2 separate regions of the Zea mays genome follow, and region 2 is linked to region 1. Evidence: chromatin contacts called from public Hi-C data. All regions are on one chromosome and are shown on one strand. Each heading gives the region's core, a stretch centred on a gene start, on an enhancer-like site or on the middle of the called end of the contact. The rest is flanking DNA. Distances are from core to core; before and after follow the strand shown. Region 1 holds the start of LOC100273674. Region 2 holds the start of LOC103646632 (protein SMAX1-LIKE 4).

Region 1 (4,244 bases), core at 1,420-3,919:
TTATGCAGCATAGCAGCAACACTACAGCAGCCAGCAGCACCCTCATCAATCAATGGCTAGCCCATCTTCTGTCAACAATGTATTGTATTCTCTAACCTTACCAATTTTGCTATTGCAATTTGCAAGTGTTAGATTGTTAGGATTTTTTGCATATCCTCGCCTAGGCGATGCTCATATGGCGTCGCCTCGCCGCACGCCTAACTCGCCTAGGCGTTTGGAAGGGGGTCGGTCGCCATGTCTCGCCTTAATAACCTTGTCCATAAGGTCCAGATCCCAAGAATAATGAGAGAATTCAGCCCTTCTTGTACCACACCTTGAACCTGTGTACATATCCATTGCCACCAGTCCATAAAAGTTCCTTCATCCAGCTGTGGGGCTATGTTTTGAAGGTTCACCTTAGAAAGAAGTTTGAACGAATTCCCTGGTAAAAACACAGCCAAGCAGCAGGTGATCAAGTGTTTCTTGCTCCTGGTCACAGAAGGGGCACGCAACAGGATGAGCCATGCCCCTTTTTTGCAACCTATCAGCTGTCCAGACTCTTCGTTGGGCTACTAACCATAGAAAGAACTTTTTCTTTGGTGGTGCCCATGTTCTCCATATTCTGTGAAAAAGTTCAAAAGACGTCGACCCAATAAAGAAGCTTTCATATGCTGCCTTTGTTGTATAATTGCCATTGGCAGCAAGACGAAAGACGTGTGTGTCTGCAACATACTGTCTTAACTGAATTGAGTGAATCAAATCCCACAAGGAAAGGTAGTCCGTAATAACTCCAACAGTAAGGGTTCCTTGTATATCCGATATCCAGCTATGGTTTGAGAGAGCTTCTAGCACTGTTCTCTTGTGAACCCTTCTTTTAGGAATCAGCCTATGTAATCGGGGTGCAAGGTCCACAATTCTATGCCCCATCAGTCATCATATTTTACATCAAAGGAAAAGAGTCTCAATTTCTCATTCATGAAAAAGAAGGAATTAATTTACTTAAATAAATACAGTACAGTAAAGAACTAAGAATGTTCCAGTTATTTTCTGACAAAGCATTATATTCCAGAAGAATGGATTATGCATACGGGTGTAGAGCATCTGGAGCACGTCTTGAGCTGCTCAAACCATAAGCAAGAAGAGCCTGAAAGTTGATGAACAATTAGATCTGAGTTCTTTATTCATGGTCATGAAACAGAGAGGAAAGGTATAAACATCAACTGGCATAGCAAAAAAAACATACCTGGTTAGCAAAGTCTGCAACAGAATGCACAAGCTCAGCTAGCATAACATGACTTGAAGTTGAAATCCACACTCCAAACTTTAGGGAGAAAACGAGGAAGTTGCACCATAGTGCCATGTTAACCGCTCGATGGCTGAGGTCACATTCCAATATCAATTACATTAAACGAAATGTACATCAAAAGATAACTTCATGAGCAATCCAAACAAGAAGCAATGACACTATTCTGTTGATAACAAAATGCTGGATCAACTAGTATAGGTTATCCTTTGTAATTGTGTTTCTTTACCACAATGACAAAAAATAAAGGGGTAATTTGCAATGAGTACTTATTGTGCAGCAGCATCGTGATTCAGACTCATAGTTCAATCAGAAGCATATTCTAAGTGGGCTTTTTTCCTTGTCTCATCACCTCGTCCAGGAATGGGGAGCATAACATTCTCTTATGCCTCCAACTCCAAAAAAATTATGGAATAACATATCCCCAATTGTGTACTGTCATAACATCAGGGCAAAAGCATTTGTGTTCCATCACAGCACAGATCCACAGATGCACATATACCAAAACCATCTCACACTCACAAAATCGCAATTTATCTTATACTTGTTAGGTACTCATATGTTGCTACGGTTTCCATTTATGCTTAATTATAAAGTATAAAACGCAAAAACATGTGTATTTTGTTTGTTATGTGGGTATGAATGTGGGTTTGGAGCCAACAAGGCAAAAATCATGGTTTGAATCCTTATTTGTACATAATTTTAGCTTTTTCACCATTAAAATGAGGAGCAAGGAGGGGTCACGCACGACGACGGTAGAAACAATGGAAACTGGTGATTTATATAGTAGATAGATATAGGGTACGAGGCACTGTGTTGAGCATCTTCTTTATCACAATGTTTCATATATAAATATACTAATTATTATATTTTGCATGAAAACAAAGAATGTCAATAATCCATGACGAGAACACAACTTCTGAAATCTGTTTTGCTGGATACGCAATGTTCTGACATCTGAGGGAAATGTTAGGGGTGCCATCGTCAAAATGTGACTTCTGAGGGAGACCAAGAAAGGGGAATTACCTGTGTTCATCGTCAAAATGTGCTTTCTTCTTGCCCTTGGCCACACGCAGAGAATAACCTGCATCAGAAGAGCAGCAGCACCCAACATAAGGCAAGAGCTAAGCAAATAGAAAAAGCAGGCACAACGAGGAAATCAAAGAAGGGGCCAGCCCTTCCTTACTGCGGGAGATGGTGAGCCGGACGGGAGCTGCGTCAGAGACGGAGCCGAGGGGCCGCGACGCTGCAGGAGGAAGAGCCTGCCTCCACCACCCGCCATGGAGGCTGAAGAGGCCCGCGGCAGCTGATGCAGAGAAGAGGAGCGGGCGTGGGGAGAAAGCCGAGCCAGAAGGCGGGAGCGGGGGCAGCGGCGACGAGGAGGCCTCGCGGCCGCCGTCGTCGTCACGGCGGGATAGAAGGAATGGGCAGGGCGAGAGAAGGCGGGCAGGGGAGGTGGAAGAGAAGAAGCGGAGGCGGAGGGCCGCAGAGGCGAGGGGACGACGCATTTAGGCGTGCCGGCGTCACCGGTGCTGCTGCCGCCGGTGGGGCACGACTCCCATTCCTCGGAGCGACTCTCCGAGACTAGTAGGGGATTAAACTACCATGTGGTTGGGCGGCGGCCAGGCCGTGTCCCGCCGTTATTTGGGCCCATTTGTCGGCCCGTCTTGGATAGGATCCGTAGTACGTTTAAGCAGATTGTACTTAACATCGCTCTAACGATGGTAGCAGGTAACTGAGTGCATAACATTACTTAGGGGGGCACACCCACATGCTCGGTTACCTATAAATATCCTCACATTGTACATGGACGGGACACACTTAACAAGACGCTACAGTTCCATACTTACTGTTTTGTTGAGCATTTGTGTTCCCTCTTTCTTGATTGGGCCCACTTGACCATGTGTCAGTCGGTCCCAACATTTGGCACCCATCGTTCGTGCTACGATAAAGCAAACTCGCGATGGCCCAAGAAAACGACTTCGAAGGCACTTTTAGGCTTGAAAATAGACATACTACAAATCTATATGGTTCCAAGTGAAAAAGTGTATGTTTCTAGCACTTAGTCACTTGTTTTAGGTACTAATCATATATTGTCTAATGGTGTGTTTGGTTTGTGGAGTCACTCTATGCTTCATGAGGTGATGCATCATAAGTTCATTCCATCAATTTTGGTGGAATCAATCCACTCCTCATGTATATACTAATTATTAGCTTATGAGGAATGGGGTGGTGATGGATCAACTCATTTTATTCCACAAACCAAATAAAAAAGTGAAGAGTGAGAAGAAGATGGATCACTTCATTCCTCAAACCAAACACACTCTAAGTGTTAGGGACTATACGAAGTCGAGCCAAAAAACAAAGAAAAGTTGGCATGGAAAAGAAGCATCTGGGCTTCTTTGAGTAGCACCAGAAGGTCCGGTGCCACCCACCGGACGGTTCGGTAACTGTCCGGTCGTTTGGGCAGCTCTCGGGAAAAGCTAACACCCCCGGCTATAATTCATCGGATGGTCCGCGCGGAATGCTAGACAATCCGGTTTGTTAGTCGGCCAACGGCTACTTGACACGTTAGCCGGAGCCAACGGTCAGGAGGAGCACCGGACAGTTCGGTGCCCCCGTGGGACAGTCTGGTGCCGCCCAGAAGCAAAAAGTAGCAAATCAGAGATTCATGATAGTTGCACTGTGCAGTGTTCGGTGTGCACCGGACAGTCCGGTGTACTCGCGGATAGAAGGCAACTAGGACCTTCCAAATGGAGCTCCAACGACACCTAGGTCCCTTGGGGCTATAAAAGGACCCTCTAGACACCATGGAGTTGTACCCAAGCACTCTTTGAGAACACTACAGCTCTGAATCCATGCGACCATGCTATTGTTTTGCTAGAGAGAGATTTGAGCGCGTTTTTGAGCTGTAATTCTGTCGTTGTGTTTCGTGCGCTCTCTTTTCACTTGTGTGTGTTGT
Region 2 (4,702 bases), core at 700-3,199, 440 kb after region 1:
CGCAATATGCATGGCCCACTCAGCTTGCCCATTTGCTTGTTCTAGACAGTAAGGCAGCAATGGAGGACCCGAGCTCAGACAGAAACATGGTGGCAGAAGGAGAGCATAGTACACTGATCTTTAGGAAAACAGGTTTCTCGGTTGGGAACTGGTTTGCTTGCTCCTTACCTTGGGAGGGAGGTAGAAGACGATGTGGAATGCAGGATGTTGAGGGACAGGCCGCTGCCGCTGCCGGTGGGGACCACCACAGCCTGCAGCGCCCAGGCGGACTCCAGCGGCCGCCGGCGCCGCTGCTGCCACCTCATGTACGTCTGATAGCTGGCGGTGGCCACGAGCCAGGCGCGGACGCGGGAGGCTCGGAGGTCATCGAGGAGGCGTCCGAGCTCGGCGACCATGTGCTCCACGGGGCTGTACGACGAGACAGCGTGGTTGTCGTTCGCTTCCTCATCGAGCGCCCACCGCAGGTCGCCCACGCAGACGACGAGCCCGCCGCCGCGCTGGAGCTGCACGGCGTCCACGCTACGGCGGAGCTCGGACGCCCGGGCGTTCACGTCGGCGCGGCTCATGAGGCGAACGTGCACGTAGGAGAGCTGCAGCTTTAGGAGGTGAGCGCCGGCGAGTGCTTCGGGGACGTCGCCGCGCTCGAGGCACCGCAGGAGCTCACCGGCCACGGCCTCGGCCATGGACACCGAGTCACCAACCACAACGGGGTTGCTTCGACGTCCCTCCTTCCGCACCATCACCTCCAGGACCGCGCGGACGTCGGCGCTGCAGGCCCCAGGGCCCGGCGCTGCCAAGAACTGCGCTGGCCACAGCCCGAAGCGGTCACCGCTTTTGCCGCCGGAGGAAATGCTGGAGTCGATGAAGAAGTGGGGAGGGATGGGCGGAGGCGGCGGTGGCGGGGACGATGAGGAAGGTGGCGGCATGAGCGCGCTCTCCTCCTCGAGGTTGTTCTTGACGGTGGCGCTGGAGAAGCCGGCTTCCCGCATGACGCGGCTGACGCTGGGGTCGTCGAGGATGGAGATGACCAGCTGCTCCAGCTCCACCTTGATGGCGAGCAGTGGCTGCGGCTGCGGCGCATTTGCTGGCGGCGGTGGCTGCGGGAGCTCAACGCACCCGCGTCGCTGGTTGGCCTGCGCGCGCTTGAGGGCGGCGACGAGAGCGTTAGAGAGCGTGGGGCTGGGCTGGATAAGCGGCGACGTGAACGGCGCCGTCATCGAGGAGGGCGGCGAGTGCGGGCCGGACGCGGGCAGGCGATTGAGCGCGACGTTGAAGCACAGCTCGAGCGCGCGGCACTGGAGTGGGTGCTGGGGCGCGCCGTGAGACGACGCCGCGCCGGGCGCCGGGTGCGAGCGCAGGCAGGCACGCTTGAGCAGGCCGTACGGCGCCGCCAGAGACGCGGGCGAGTAGAAGGCCGCGAGAGGCTGCATGCACGCGGCGGCAGCGGCGGGGCCGGTCAGCAGCGCGAACGCGACGTGCAGCGGAGTGACCTGCGCATGGCCGCGCCTGCGCGCGAGCGCGAGCGCGAGCTTCAGCACAGCGGCCGCCTCGGCGTTGAGCGACTGGTGGATGGTGTATGCCCCCGCCCGCATCCCTCGCCGTCACCCCGCCACCCCCCCTCTGTGCCTTACACGCTGTATGTGATGTGTGTGCCACGTGCCCACGTTCTTGCTTCTCCCTCGTAGCAATGGAAGGCAAAGACGCCCTTCGTTCGTGCTGGAACGTTGGGAGGCAGCGCGCGGCAATGATGCGTGTGAGCCACCTGATGAGCGATTCTTCCCTCTCCCTTATCAGAGATCAGGGTGAGAGCGCTCTCCTGCTGTTTGGCAATAGGGGCCGTGTGTGTACGTGCCTAGACTGGCTAGCGCTGCTGGCTGCCTTCTTTTGTGGCTGCTTTTGTTTACCTTTATAGAGTATTCTCTCTTCAACCATTTCACGGAGAATTTGAGATTGAAGTGGCTTGGCTGCATAGAGGGTAGCTAGTTTGTCTGTTTATGAAGTGTGGCGGATGCCGCCTGCTGAGCTGCCGCGCCTTTGCATAGCCTAGCCGCGTCAGCCTTTGCTCCCTGCTTTCTGTGTCACGCGGTCACGCCCAGTGTGCGCACCAATGCCCTTTCCTTCGGCTGAGCACAGGACTGTTTTTTTCAGGGAAGCAGGGATCAATCGAGCTTCCCCTTCCACACCAACTGCCTATGGCTATCCATGCAAGCCATGCTGAGGTGCTCCCTTGGTTTTTTGTTGAGAAACTTGAAGGACCATATGTCTATGGCCATGTTTGTTTTCAACATATTCTAGACATGTGCAGTAATGTAGAGGTGACACTTTATGGAAAGCAAAAAAAAATCTCATAATCTAGCTCTTTCAACCTAGATAATAGGAGATATCAGAGATTTTGGGCAGCCGGATGATTCAGCATTTGAGCATAATTTTTTCTTTTTAGAGCCACTCTATTCTACATAAAGCCAATCCAAACAAGAACAAATTGAAAGCGGAACGGTTCCGTTCCACCATACCCTGAAACCCCACACTACCTCATGGAGCAACTATTCATCATTTCCATTAAGCAAGGGTATAAATAAAATTTTAGCATTATAGCTATGAGTGGACTTATTAATGCTAAAAAAGGTTGTTGTTTTTATGTTATGCAAAAGGTTGTTATTTTTTGACGCCCCCATCCTGACGCACGAGCGACGACGGTGGTTCCTCGAGGCACGAGCGGCGACAGTGACCCTGGAGTCGCGTGCAGCGGCGCCGGCAGCCCCGGAGGCAAGAGCGCCGGTCGTGGCTCGGGGAGGCACGAGCGAGCGACGCATGCGCCCCTCACTCGTCGACGGCGGTTACCCGAGGCGCGAGCGGCGATGATGGCCCCGAAGGTGCGCGTAGCGATGACGGTGGCTCGGGAGGAGCGAGCGCCGGCCACGACCAGAGGCTCGTATGTTGGCGGCTCTGCACGCGTGCACGACAGTGATGGCCCTCTTTGGCGATCGTGCGAGGCACCACCGTCTCCGGCAGCGGTGGCGACGACGGTCGCGCGAGGCGCGGGCTGAGATGGTCGGCGATCTATACGATAGTTTGGGCGTCCTTCGGTGATCAACTCCTCTGATCCGGATAAATTATGGATCACAAGTAAGGCTAGGTACAAAGCAACTTTTCACAACAAATCTTAAGTTTTTCTATAGTTAAATTGATATGTAACATAGGTATTGTATGTAGGGATACACAGGTTCATAAACAAGGGGTGATTGATTTCCTAGCTTTTGCATTTAGACATTCAGCAGTAGGGAACAAGATATTGTGCCCTTGTAGGAACCTAATGAAGACACAATAGCCATTCGTAAGCTAGCAAAAGATAATAGTCAAGAATTATATCGAGGTTGCCAAAACTACTCAAAGCTACGTTTCCTAGTTCGTTTGCTTCACATCAAACTTCTTGGGGGAGGGACGCATAGAAGTTTTGATTTGTTGGTAGATTTACTTGTTGATGCACTACCTAAGGGTTTGACACTTCCTAGAAACTTTCACAAAGCAAAGGAAGTGGTCAAATCTGTAGGAGTTGGGTACACTACAATTCATGCATGTGAAAATGATTGCATTCTATTTTGGAAGAAGCATAAAAAATCTGATTCATGCTCGGTATGTAGTGTCTCACATTGGAAATCAGAAAAGAAGAGTCTAGATGGGAAACATGAGTACAAAGTTCGTAGGAAGGTTCTTCGTTATTTCCCTATTAAGAAAAGACTCCAAAGATTGTTTGTTTCTTCTAAATTTGCAAGCCTCAGAAGGTGGCATGATGAACACATAGTAAAACATGGTTGGCTTAGGCATCCTATCAATTCACCCTTGTGGAATGATATTGATGAAAAGTATCTAGAATTTGCTATGGATAGTCATAATATCCGCCGAGCATCAGCTACAGATGGTTTCAATCCATATAGGACAATGAATGTTAGTTACAGTATTTTGCCTGGCATATTGGTTCCACTCAACTTTCCACCTTCGATGTGCATGAAGGATTCAGATTTATCTTGTCTGTATTAATTCCTGATCGATCTTTTGTGGGTAGTGATATGGACATTAATTTTCAGCCCCTTGTCTATGATCTACTTGATATATTTGTTAATGGTGTGAAAACCTATGATGCCTTAAAGGTGAATACTTTCAGTTGTGTGTTGCAATAATTTGGACCATCACTGATTTCCCTGATCTAGGCAGTGTATCCAGATTTGTCACCTCTGGTGAAGCAGCGTGTCCTGATTGCCACTCCTTGATTTGTTCTCTCAGACTAGAAAATGGTAGCAAGTCTTCCTACATGAGACATCGTAGGTTCTTGCACCCAGGCCACCCATTTAGGTCTAATGTTGATTCATTTGGTGAAAATGAGTTGAGGTCAGCACCTACTTCTCTTTCAGGAGAGGAAATTTTGGATTATACAAAAAAATCTAAAAATAGTTTATGGCAAGAATCCATTAGGTAAGCCAATAAGGAATCATAAATGCAAGGATGGGAAACCATTAGTCTTTCTAAAAAGGAGACCTATTTGGTTCACTCTTGCATATTGGAAGGACATGCAAATTTGATATATTTTTGAAGTCATGCACATAGAGAAGAATGTGTGTGACGATATAATTAATACTTAGTTGGACATTGCTAGAAAATCTAAGGATAATCTAGATGCTCGCTTGGATCTTCAAGCCGTCCTGCA

The links. Hi-C and Micro-C count contacts between places; a contact is called where the count stands out from the background.
Region 2: a Hi-C map of ear shows a contact between it and region 1, with 2.8 times the contacts expected there. The contact joins the promoter of LOC103646632 here to the promoter of LOC100273674 in region 1. A contact is called at or near these places in 4 of 25 Hi-C or Micro-C datasets (ear, leaf, root tip and 1 more).

Annotation. Positions count from the first base shown.
Region 1 is chr2:82,330,588-82,334,831 of Zm-B73-REFERENCE-NAM-5.0, forward strand. LOC100273674 reads right to left here and starts at 2,670. Exons shown (of 13, transcript NM_001360290.1): 1 at 2,469-2,670; 2 at 2,309-2,366; 3 at 1,223-1,355; 4 at 1,068-1,123. The coding sequence starts at 1,339.
Region 2 is chr2:82,767,970-82,772,671 of Zm-B73-REFERENCE-NAM-5.0, forward strand. It overlaps LOC103646632 (protein SMAX1-LIKE 4), which reads right to left and starts at 1,950. Exons shown (of 3, transcript XM_008664143.2): 1 at 169-1,950. The coding sequence starts at 1,592.